Regions from separate parts of the Anser cygnoides genome. Here region 2 is linked to region 1. The links are chromatin contacts, called in public Hi-C maps. All regions are on one chromosome and are shown on one strand. The core of a region is the stretch at or near the end of the contact, and the rest is flanking DNA. Distances in the headings are between cores, read along the strand shown. Region 1 holds the start of KCTD18 (potassium channel tetramerization domain containing 18). Region 2 holds the start of MAIP1 (matrix AAA peptidase interacting protein 1).

Region 1 (5,114 bases), core at 1,131-3,630:
TACAATTTCTTATCCAAAAACTCTGAATTTGGTGGTGATTTGAAGTGGTGATTAAAAAGTGCTCACTTGTGCATACTTAGTTTTAGTATCTGATGCTAATGAATGTTGTAGCTTAGAATGTATATTCAAAAATATAAGAAATGTCAAGACCTTTTTAAGCTCTATGTTTTACCTTAAAGAATATGTCTCAATTTCGCTGGCCAGATGGTCAGTCAGGCTGTAAGGATAAGGGATGCCGAAATCATCTGCTTCCTCCTGCAATGCAATTCGAATTTGTTCATCTTTAGGAATCCGAACTTCTCCATGGAGATAATCCAAAAGATATTTAAATAGGTTTCCATCTCGATCGATTAGACGAGCCCCTGAAATCATAAATACAATGATTTAAAAATACTGCTTCCAACAAGTGAAGACAGATTTGTCACATTCTACCAAATCACCAAGTAAAGCCTTTATAAAAAACTTGTTTACTTAGGAGGAATAAGTATACTTTGTCTATTCTTTTAAAACTACTACTTTGTTTCACTGGAATACATGAAGATAAAATTTATAGTGCAGTGAAGAACTCTGTGTTTGGAATTTTTGCAAAAATACTACTGTAGTAGTATATTTGATAGTTTTTGACTGTGACAAGGAAAGGCTAAGCACTGTAAAAACACGTGTGTTTGCAAACAGGAAGTGTCCCACAGAATTCAGATGAATTACTCATAAAGTCATGCATGCATAATTGTTTTAAATCCTGGAATTCAACTAAACAACTGATGCTCAGCAGATTGGGAGAAGATATATACAATAAAATGCATATATAAATGCATATATTTGCCACAGAGCTCTCTAGTCAGAATGTTTTATGTGTAGCTTGAACATATTTACTAGATTCATCCATTTTCAGAGGAAAGTGTCCACTAAACATGGAAGCTAGCATTGAATCCTTAAAGCGGCATAAAGACTCGCGTCTGGCAGTATATAAACATCCTCGTACATTAAGTCGTAGAATACCCTGCCCATCTTCAGTCTTGCCATCTTCCATTGCATTTGCAGATAATAATGTTAATTATGAGCTATTCAAACCTGTAACAGATAAAAATAAAACTAATACTAGTTAAGACTGAACGTACTGCACACGGATCGAAGTGTTAGCACTTACGGATTTTTTACATAAAATTGTACAACAGCTTTGGAGACAGTTCTGGACATGTATTGGTGCAAAATGCCAAATAATCTACACCTTTACTTGAAGGTGTAACAGTATTTTATATTGCTAGGAAAATGCAAAGTTAATCTTTTGAGGCAAATGGGTAAGCAGGATTTTGTGGTCAGTATGTGTGAAAAGAGCACTGGAAGTACAGTAAAAAAAAATGCATTCTGGGAACTCTTAATCTGAGTGCAGTTCAAAGCACTAAAAGTACAATAATTTTGTACTAATAACTTGGCTTTTAAAAAATCTGATCTTTAATTAAGACTGCTTTAATTAGTGGTTGAAGCTGTCACATCACTAATGCCACACATCCCGTGCTTGCATCTGCCTTGAGCTCCCTGCAGGATGAGGGGTCCTGCGTGAACAGAAAATACTTGGCACACGAATCAGAAGAAAATCTTCAAAAGTTTGGTTTTTTCTTAGATCATGAACTCTAAGGAGCAGTTAACTCGCAGTATGCGCTTTCTTCCCGGCAACTGCTACTGCTTCACCAAAACCAGCTGATTTGACCGCAGCCCCTCGAGGAGGCCGATGGAAACCACTCGTTTAAAAGCTGCCCCCGCAGCAGGCTAGGGCTCTCCCCTCTTGTCTGCGGGGAGCCGGCCTGCAGGACGGGAAAGCCCCCCCCCGCTCGCCGGGGGCCGCCGGCCGGCCCACAACAGGCCAGGCCTCGGCGCGCACGAGGCGGGGAGGGCGGCCCGTCAGCCCGCTCTGCGCCCAGGGCCGGCGGCCCGCGTTACCTGCACCGCCGCGTCCCGCCTCCCCGGGCCTGACGGGCCGGGCCGGGCCGCTGCCGGGACTGCTCGGCTCCGCAAAATGGCGGCAGGAAGGGCTGGGCCAGAGGTGTGTGAGCGACGAGGGAAGCGGGGCAGCCCTTGTGCTGGGCGGCCGCGGCGGCAGCTCCCGGCCGGGCTCTCCGCCGGCCGGCCCGGCCTCAAGGTGCGGGGAGTAGGCGCCCCCTGCCTCCTCTGCACCGGCGGGGTCCCTCGGGCACGGTTTTGGTGTCCTCGCCCTCCGCTTCAGCCCAGTGTGGAAGCCCGGGTGATGGGTGTTTGTTTTGCCTGGGATGGCACATCCCGAATTGCAGCACTCATTGAGACAGGTGTTTTCACAAGGATAATGTGGTACTGATACATGATCTGAGCATGATGAAGGAAAAGTTCTGCTATGGTTAAAAGCAGAAAAATAATTTCAGGTCAGCCAGTCTTTTCTGGACTGACTGAATGTGGTTGCTTGTCCCTTTGAGCAGGCCAACTTCCTTGCTTCAGGGACAGCAGCAGTCTGTTTAGCTTTAGATAACATATGTGAACACAGGCATTACAGATTTTATTTTATTTTCCTGATGCTTGTATGTGAAATCCTTTTTTATTTATTTTTTTCTGCTTCAGGCTTGCACAATTCTTGTTAAAAAGTAAACCATTAATGCTTTAAAATAGCCCCAATAAGTAGAGGCTGCTAGGTGCTTCACCTATAGTCAATTTATAGTCATGGGTGCTTCACCCATACAGTCACTTTATAAAGACTTAGTGTCCTTAAAAATGTCCTTTTAAAAGAAATTATGTCTGAAATATGGTTGTTCGCTCACCAAAATGCATGCATGAACAGAAAGGTGAAATATTAGATTCTCATGCTCTTGTCTCAGCCTCCTTATGGAAAACATCAATAAATATGAAAAATACTTCTAAGATGCATCTTCATTTTTTTAAAAATAGTTAAGGACAAACTAGACAATGTTATATTATGTAAGCACATAAAGAAGAGCTTATTTTATGCTTTACCATATGCTACCCGTATGTGTAATTTGTATCATTATGGATACAAACGCTAAATAATTAGTAACTGTACAAAATTTAACAGTGACAAACTCTGTGGTTCTACAAACTTTCTGGAAAGTATGAGCTGACTGTGTAGAAAATAGAGTTAGAGGTAACAAAACCTAGAAAATTAATAACATATTCTAATTGATACCTGCAGCTTAGCAAGAATGCAGTTAACTTTACACTCCATAAGAAATGTGCCCATATTGTATTTAAGTAGTTTATCTGTTTACCTAGCAAATTAACTCAGTTATATATCAACAATTCATACTGATTTTTATCCTTCATAGTCCTTTTTTAAATTATTATTCAACATTTTATTTTAGAAGTGTTTCACCACCATATTTAAAGCATTTAAAATTTCAACCACAAGTTTATCTACCAAAGAACCAAATTAAAGGATCCATAACAAATAATTGCAGAACAACTACATTTTCCACTGCACGGTTAGCTGTGTTAAAATAGTCTGGTCTATTACTACAGTTTGATTTTAAGAATATCAAAATATGTATATGTTACTGCAGTTTCAGTTATTTAGGGCCATAGTCTTATAATTCAGACTTTCCTCTAGTCACAAGTGAAGGACATTAAAGGAAAGAAGCGTCTAAGTCATGTTGTATCTGGCTATAGTAGGAATATAATAAATTTTGTTTGAAATTGTGTTACTCAGATTTCCTGCTACTTAGAACTTGCTTCTTTTTGTCTTAATTCTGATTTTATTAGAATGTCAGTTAGAGCTACAGTAAATATTTCACATTTCCTTTTTCTTAGCAACTCAGCATGCAACAGGTGCAGCAAAGGAAGAAAATACTATGTGGGGGCCATGGATCCTATGTGCTCTTTGAACATGACTTTGCTACAGAAGTACCCAGAAGCCAGGTCAGAACAGGTGCTTGAATTTCTGGCCTGTAGGTTCTTACCAGAAAGATGAAGGAAATTATGTTCTTTAATGTTTGGTGCCTAATTAATTAGTAAGCACACAAGTTACAACTTGACACTGAATTATGATACAGACTGATAATTGCTGGATGTTAGACTTCCTCTAAAATAAGTGGAAATATACATAGTAGATTATTTCTGTGGAATAATGGTGTCTGTTCTAACTGTATCTTTAGAAAGGACATAATGTGTGTTGTCCCATACTTACTGGGAACGGTTCATACATAGCATCTGCAACTTAAATGTATCCATCATTATCAAGTTGCAAAGTAATTTAAGTGACAGCATCCAGTCTTTCACACTCTTTAAAACATTCACCTTATTAAGATGTAACTTCCCATGCTTGTTTATGTCTTCAGGCAGGCTTGTTTTTTTCCTCAGAAATTCTGAGTGAGGTTCCTTCCAGTCAGTGTTTCTGAATTGAGAGTCCAGAACAGTATACATGCTTTCAGTTAATATACAAAAGCAATATACATGTGAATGTTAAGTTTTGGACCTCACATTTCACCGTCAGAAATATTTTTACTGTTCAAGCTTAGAAATGCAAGTACTTGGTATAGAAGCATGCTGCACAAGCAAACTGCATTTTGAGCTGCATGTTCTTGGTATACAAACATGGGGACTTTTTGACTACTTTCCAAAGGAAGCCAGACTAACGAATTCATCCTCTATATGTTTGCATTTCAGTTTATCAATTTCGGTCAAATTTGACAGAGAAGAGGCATTAAGAAACAAATTTTCATTAAACTTTTGCAAGAAAGAATGTGATTAGAGGAAAATATTAATACTATAATTTCAGGAAAAGCTGTAAGTGTGAGCTTGAGTCTTTTTGGACATCAGAAAATCTGCATGGGGACAAGCTGTTCTGAATAATCTTCCCCACAAAAGTTCTTTAGTCATAGCTCATGCTTTACTAGACCCCAGGGGATTAATTCCTCAACTAAGATCTTTCTCAGAGATGGATGTGTAGATATCTATTAAGATACAAATTCAGTCCAACACTTCCCACATGGTTAGTACTTTTAAAACAGTTTTGTCTGCATCTGTCTCCTTTCTCCCTCTCATTTCTACTCAATTTAAAGGCTGGTCATAGGATCACAAATGACTGAAAATCAGACTTCTGCACTTAATATATATTTAGGGTATGTAGGCTGTGAAAC
Region 2 (5,114 bases), core at 1,388-3,887, 180 kb before region 1:
CAAAATCTCTTTACATAACATTTCTCCATGTCATCATTTTCAAGGTCCTGCTTGTCACCTTCTTTTACTCAGTATTTATTCATGGCATTGAGATATCTGTGGAACGAATGGAGGGGGAAATCAAGGACAGCACTTGGGTATGCTGTTGAAAGTTTTCACAAACGAGCTTCACATTCTCACCCTCGGCTTGAAACTATGCACTGTATTTCTGGAAGTTACAAGTATATGCCTTTAAATACAAAAGATTTTGGATTGAAGTACCTATAAACAAAGTTCTTACTGAGGAAATCCATCTGTGGTACTGCAGAAACATGAATCTTTACTTCTTTAGATCCTTCAGCTTGGCTCAGGTAATCTACTGTCCATTTGGTTGTGCAAGAGCCCAGTTCCATTCCTTTCAGCACTACTGGCTTTCTCTAAGGAAGAAAAAAACAGACAAACAAAAAAGGAAACAAAGGATGATTGCATCCAGTGGGAAAAAAAAAAAAAACAGAAGTAATTTTAGAACTAAATATATGCAAACAACTCGATTGAATATCAGGATCTGCTACACAGTCACAACTATTCACAACTGAACAATGTGAATTAGAATGCTGAGTGTTGAAACAAGAGGCAGGAGGTCACAGAACTGCTTACCTATTTACTATATCCTCTTCCCTAGCAGGATAAGGAAGAACATGGAGAGGCAAAGACAATTTTAACATTTGTTGTATTCTAGGGCCATTGACGCATCTAGCTAGGCTAAGGAACAGTTGCAGTCATTCTAGCCTCAGCTAAGCAAAAAATAAGAGACCATAGATTTGTGGTATAGGCTGTGAGCTATACTGGTGATGTATGTCTTCAGAGAGCAGCTCTTTCCACCTGTGTTAAGCAGGATTGATCAAATGTACACACACACACGAAAGCAGCCTAATAGACTTTCAATTGGGATCTCAAATAAAGAACAAGGAAGCAATGGTGACAAAACAACAAAAAGCAATCTTTTTTTTTTCTTTTAACCATTGTTAAAGAAAATTAAGTCACCAATCACATGCCAGAGCTTTTCAGCAATTTGGAAGGAATTTGCCTCTAGAAATTCCTTGCTCCTAAGCTTACGTTCATTTTAATGGATCATGATGTAAGAAATTATCTTTAGTACCAGGCTTCTAACCCAAACTATTTCTGTTCACAGATTCACAGATTTCTCTAGGTTGGAAGAGACCTCAAGATCATCGAGTCCAACCTCCAACCTAACACTAAGTACTCCACTAAACCATATCCCTAAGCTCTACATCTAAACGTCTTTTAAAGACCTCCAGGGATGGTGACTCCACCACCTCCCTGGGCAGCCCGTTCCAATGCTTAATAACCCTTTCGGTAAAGAAGTACTTCCTAACATCCAACCTAAAACTCCCCTGTCGCAACTTTAGCCCATTCCCCCTCATCCTGTCACTAGGCACGTGGGAGAATAGACCAACCCCCACCTCTCTACAGCCTCCTTTCAGGTAACTGTAGAGAGCGATGAGGTCGCCCCTGAGCCTCCTCTTCTCCAGGCTGAACAAGCCCAGCTCCCTCAGCCGCTCCTCGTAAGACTTGTTCTCCAGACCCCTCACAAGCTTGGTCGCCCTTCTCTGGACTCGCTCGAGCACGTCCATGTCCTTCCTGTAGCGAGGGGCCCAAAACTGAACACAGTACTCGAGGTGCGGCCTCACCAGAGCCGAGTACAGGGGCACAATCACTTCCCTCGACCTGCTGGCCACACTGCTTCTTATACAGGCCAGGATGCCGTTGGCCTTCTTGGCCACCTGAGCACACTGCTGGCTCATATTCAGCCGACTATCCACCAATACTCCCAGGTCCTTCTCGGCCAGGCAGTTTTCCAGCCACTCATCTCCCAGCCTGTAGCTCTGCTTGGGGTTGTTGCAGCCCAGGTGCAGGACCCGGCACTTGGCCTTGTTGAACTTCATGCAGTTGACCTCAGCCCATCGCTCCAGCCTATCCAGATCCTCCTGCAGAGCCTTCCTGCCCTCGAGCAGATCGACACACGCACTTAGCTTGGTGTCATCTGCAAACTTACTGAGGGTGCACTGGACGCCCTCATCCAGATCATCAATAAAGATATTAAAGAGGACTGGCCCTAGTACCGAGCCCTGGGGGACTCCACTAGTGACCGGACTAGTGTTCCTCTAGTGAAGGGAACATCCCATCTCCAACTAATTGCTTTGGAAAGCAGGTTTATTTCTCCGTAAGTTACTTGTGAAACGATACACCTCCCCGAGGCAGATGGCACCTCCAGTCAGGCCTTAAGTGAAACACCTGCGGCCACACTCCGCTTGCAAGCAGCCCTCTACAGGGACTGAACCAAGACTTCCCCCAGCAACTGCGAAAGAGGAGGCCGTGTACAAAAAGCCGAACCCTGACCTGGGCTCCTCTCTGGGAGGGCTGCGGGGCCGTACCTGGGGGTAGACGTCCTGCAGGAAGCGCTCCCGGCCCACGCCGCCCAGGCTAGGCACCGCCACCGCCTCCTGCCCCCGCTGCGCCATGCTCGCTGCCGGTCCGGCGCCCGCCGGTCCCCCCGGCAAGGGGCGCCCGGAGCGCAGCGCGGCGGCGGAACGGGGGGAGCCGCCTGTGTTTCCCGTTGAGCGCACGGAACGGCCGCGCTGAGGGACGGGAGGGGGCACGGCCGCCGCCATGATGGCGCTGCGCGGGGTTGCCGGGCCCAGCCGCTGGCTGGGGCGGGCGCTCGCGGCTCCGGGGGCGGCCCGGGCCCCGCCGGTCGCCTCCGCCGTCTCGGCCCTGGTCCCGGCCTGGAACTGGGTCCGCCGCCCGGCGGGGCCCCGGCCGCTCGGGTCCGCCGCCCGCTTCGCCAGCACACAGGGGCGTGGGCCAGAGGCCGAGGGGCCGCGGCGGCGGGTGGTGGTGGTGCGGATCACCAGCCCGCTGGCCTGGCTGCGCACCCGCTGTTACTACCTGCTCATCCGCCTCTACTTCGACCCCGAGTTCAGCGTCGAGGAGTTCACGCGGGGCGCCAAGCAGGTGAGGGGGCGGGCGGGCTGCCGGGAGCCCCTCATCTTGTGTGGGGGGCGCCCGTCATTAGAAGAGCCCCAAAAAACGGTGGCAGCCGCCCAGTGAGGAGAGTCTGAGGAGAGCCCCGCAACGAGCTCTGCCTTTCGGCCTGCGTCGGTGCGCGCCGGCCTCGTCCCGAGGCCCGCTGGTGCCTTGCAGCTCACCTGTCAGGTATAGGCGGCTTTCTGCCTGTGTCCTGAAGTGCCTCACGGCTGGGGGAAGCCAGAGTGGCCAGAAGCGTGGGTTGTCTCCCCCATCTGAGGGAGAGTTTGCAAGGTTTTGTTTTATTTCTCTAGATCCCAAAGTCATATATTCTACTATCCCATGAAGTAGTATAAAGAAAAGCATTTCTTAATATTTTAGGGATTTTAGGATGATATATATGTTATTGTAGCTGTTTTTCTTGTAAAATTATGAAGGTTAGGCGGTTGTAGAATTGTTTCATATATCTGCTTTTCCAAGATTATGAACCTGACAACCCGTGTCAACAAAATGCGTCAGTTCTCAAAGCTGGTCATGGAAAACTAGTACTGCTAGCAGTGAAATGTAAGTTATTGTGTTTGATTAAAAAAGAAACAGAAAAACAGATGATGAGGACAATGTTAATATGTTTGAGACCTTTAAAAAAAAAACACATAAGTTGCAGTGTGTGGAGACCTACCTGTTTTACTTTGCCCTGTTCTTGTTTATTTTTACTTTAAGGCCTTAAACATGCTGTCAGCATTTAACAAGCACAATATTTGCACGCACAGAGGTGTTGTATGTAATTATACCTACAGAATTAAGGAAAAAGGGATGTTGTGTTCCTCCCAGGTTTAGGGACTAGACTAGATTTATAAATTATTTTTTTTTAGATCTGAGCTTCTGTTTTGACTGACACTGGGCTAAGAAAAGGTGCAGGTTAGGGAGGAGAATACTTACAGGGAAAGACACAGTTTGAATTACCAGAAGAAAGAAAGAATAAAAACAATTCATAGGTTACTGCAATTTTTTTATTAAGACATTAATTTGCCTGCAGAAAGTTTCATGCTCTAAATAAGGTGGAAAAGAAACCTTATGTTTTTATCAGCTAATAGAATAACATTTTTTTTTAAAGCTGGAGGGGTCCCATATCAATGTTGATATACTCTGCAAGCAGTGTAGACTTAAATCATGGAATATTTAGGTAGCCTGTCCTATAATGATGGATTTGTCTGAAAAAATAAGCTAATCTAAAATTCATGTATTATTTCTCTCTTTTTTTGGTAGGCCTTTTCTGTTGTTTCACAGCTGCTGTCTCAGCGTAAACTTGATCTGCTAGATGGACTTGTGTCAGCAGAGGTAAGTGCTTCCCATCTCTAGTTCTGCCAATTGATATTTTCCATTATGAAGCAATATGTATTCAGCCTGTCAGTATCTACAAGCACTGCCAGTTTGGTTTAAATGGGGAAAAACAGCATAACATTGAATAGGGTGATTGTCTTGCAGCTTTTTGTTTAATTTCAAGGCATGAAAATTAATTTAGAGTTACTGTATAGGAAAATAATAATAATAATGTCCTTGCCACTAAGCATAGGGACCAATTGCAAAAAAGATTGCTGGTGTACCAGAAGGGATTTGAAAGTTGGTGGATTTGCATACCCCTGTTGGTGTAAGCAGATAGCTGAAACTTTCAGTGTGTGCACCAGAATTCAGATGAAGGAACTGATTTGTGTTCTTCATTGCTGCCCCAATACATTCCCACCACAGGCATATCATATAGCCAGTTCTTGGTCTCAACTGGGAGGCCTCAGTCTTTTGTCATGGTCGCAGGAACATGACTGACCTGGCTAGTTAAATAACAGTGTTGTCTGTGTTCTATATCTTTGTGAATTTTTAATTGCTGAAGTTCTCTTGGCCTTCCCAGAGGACAGAGGTAGCAGATGCATCAGATTCAAGTGGAGAATATGCCTCAGGTCTGTGTCTGCCCTGTTAATGGATGTTAATGGATGTCAGCTTGGCCTGTCCTATTGGTACTCATGCCTTTGCAACAAAAATGTTGTCACTGTTCTAGTACATCCCCACTGGACAATCTAACCTCTTCTTTAAGC

What was found. Hi-C and Micro-C count contacts between places; a contact is called where the count stands out from the background.
Region 2: a contact with region 1 is called in a Hi-C map of liver, with 2.2 times the contacts expected there. The contact joins the promoter of MAIP1 here to the promoter of KCTD18 in region 1. A contact is called at or near these places in 3 of 7 Hi-C or Micro-C datasets (granulosa cells and liver).

Annotation. Positions count from the first base shown.
Region 1 is chr6:2,025,909-2,031,022 of Taihu_goose_T2T_genome, reverse strand. KCTD18 (potassium channel tetramerization domain containing 18) reads right to left here and starts at 2,380. Exons shown (of 3, transcript XM_066999315.1): 1 at 1,939-2,380; 2 at 173-362. The coding sequence starts at 2,380. SGO2 (shugoshin 2) reads left to right here. Exons shown (of 12, transcript XM_066999564.1): 2 at 3,787-3,894.
Region 2 is chr6:2,203,501-2,208,614 of Taihu_goose_T2T_genome, reverse strand. MAIP1 (matrix AAA peptidase interacting protein 1) reads left to right here and starts at 2,637. Exons shown (of 5, transcript XM_013187443.3): 1 at 2,637-3,015; 2 at 4,294-4,365. The coding sequence starts at 2,671. It overlaps TYW5 (tRNA-yW synthesizing protein 5), which reads right to left and starts at 2,594. Exons shown (of 8, transcript XM_013187619.3): 1 at 2,436-2,594; 2 at 262-416. The coding sequence starts at 2,522.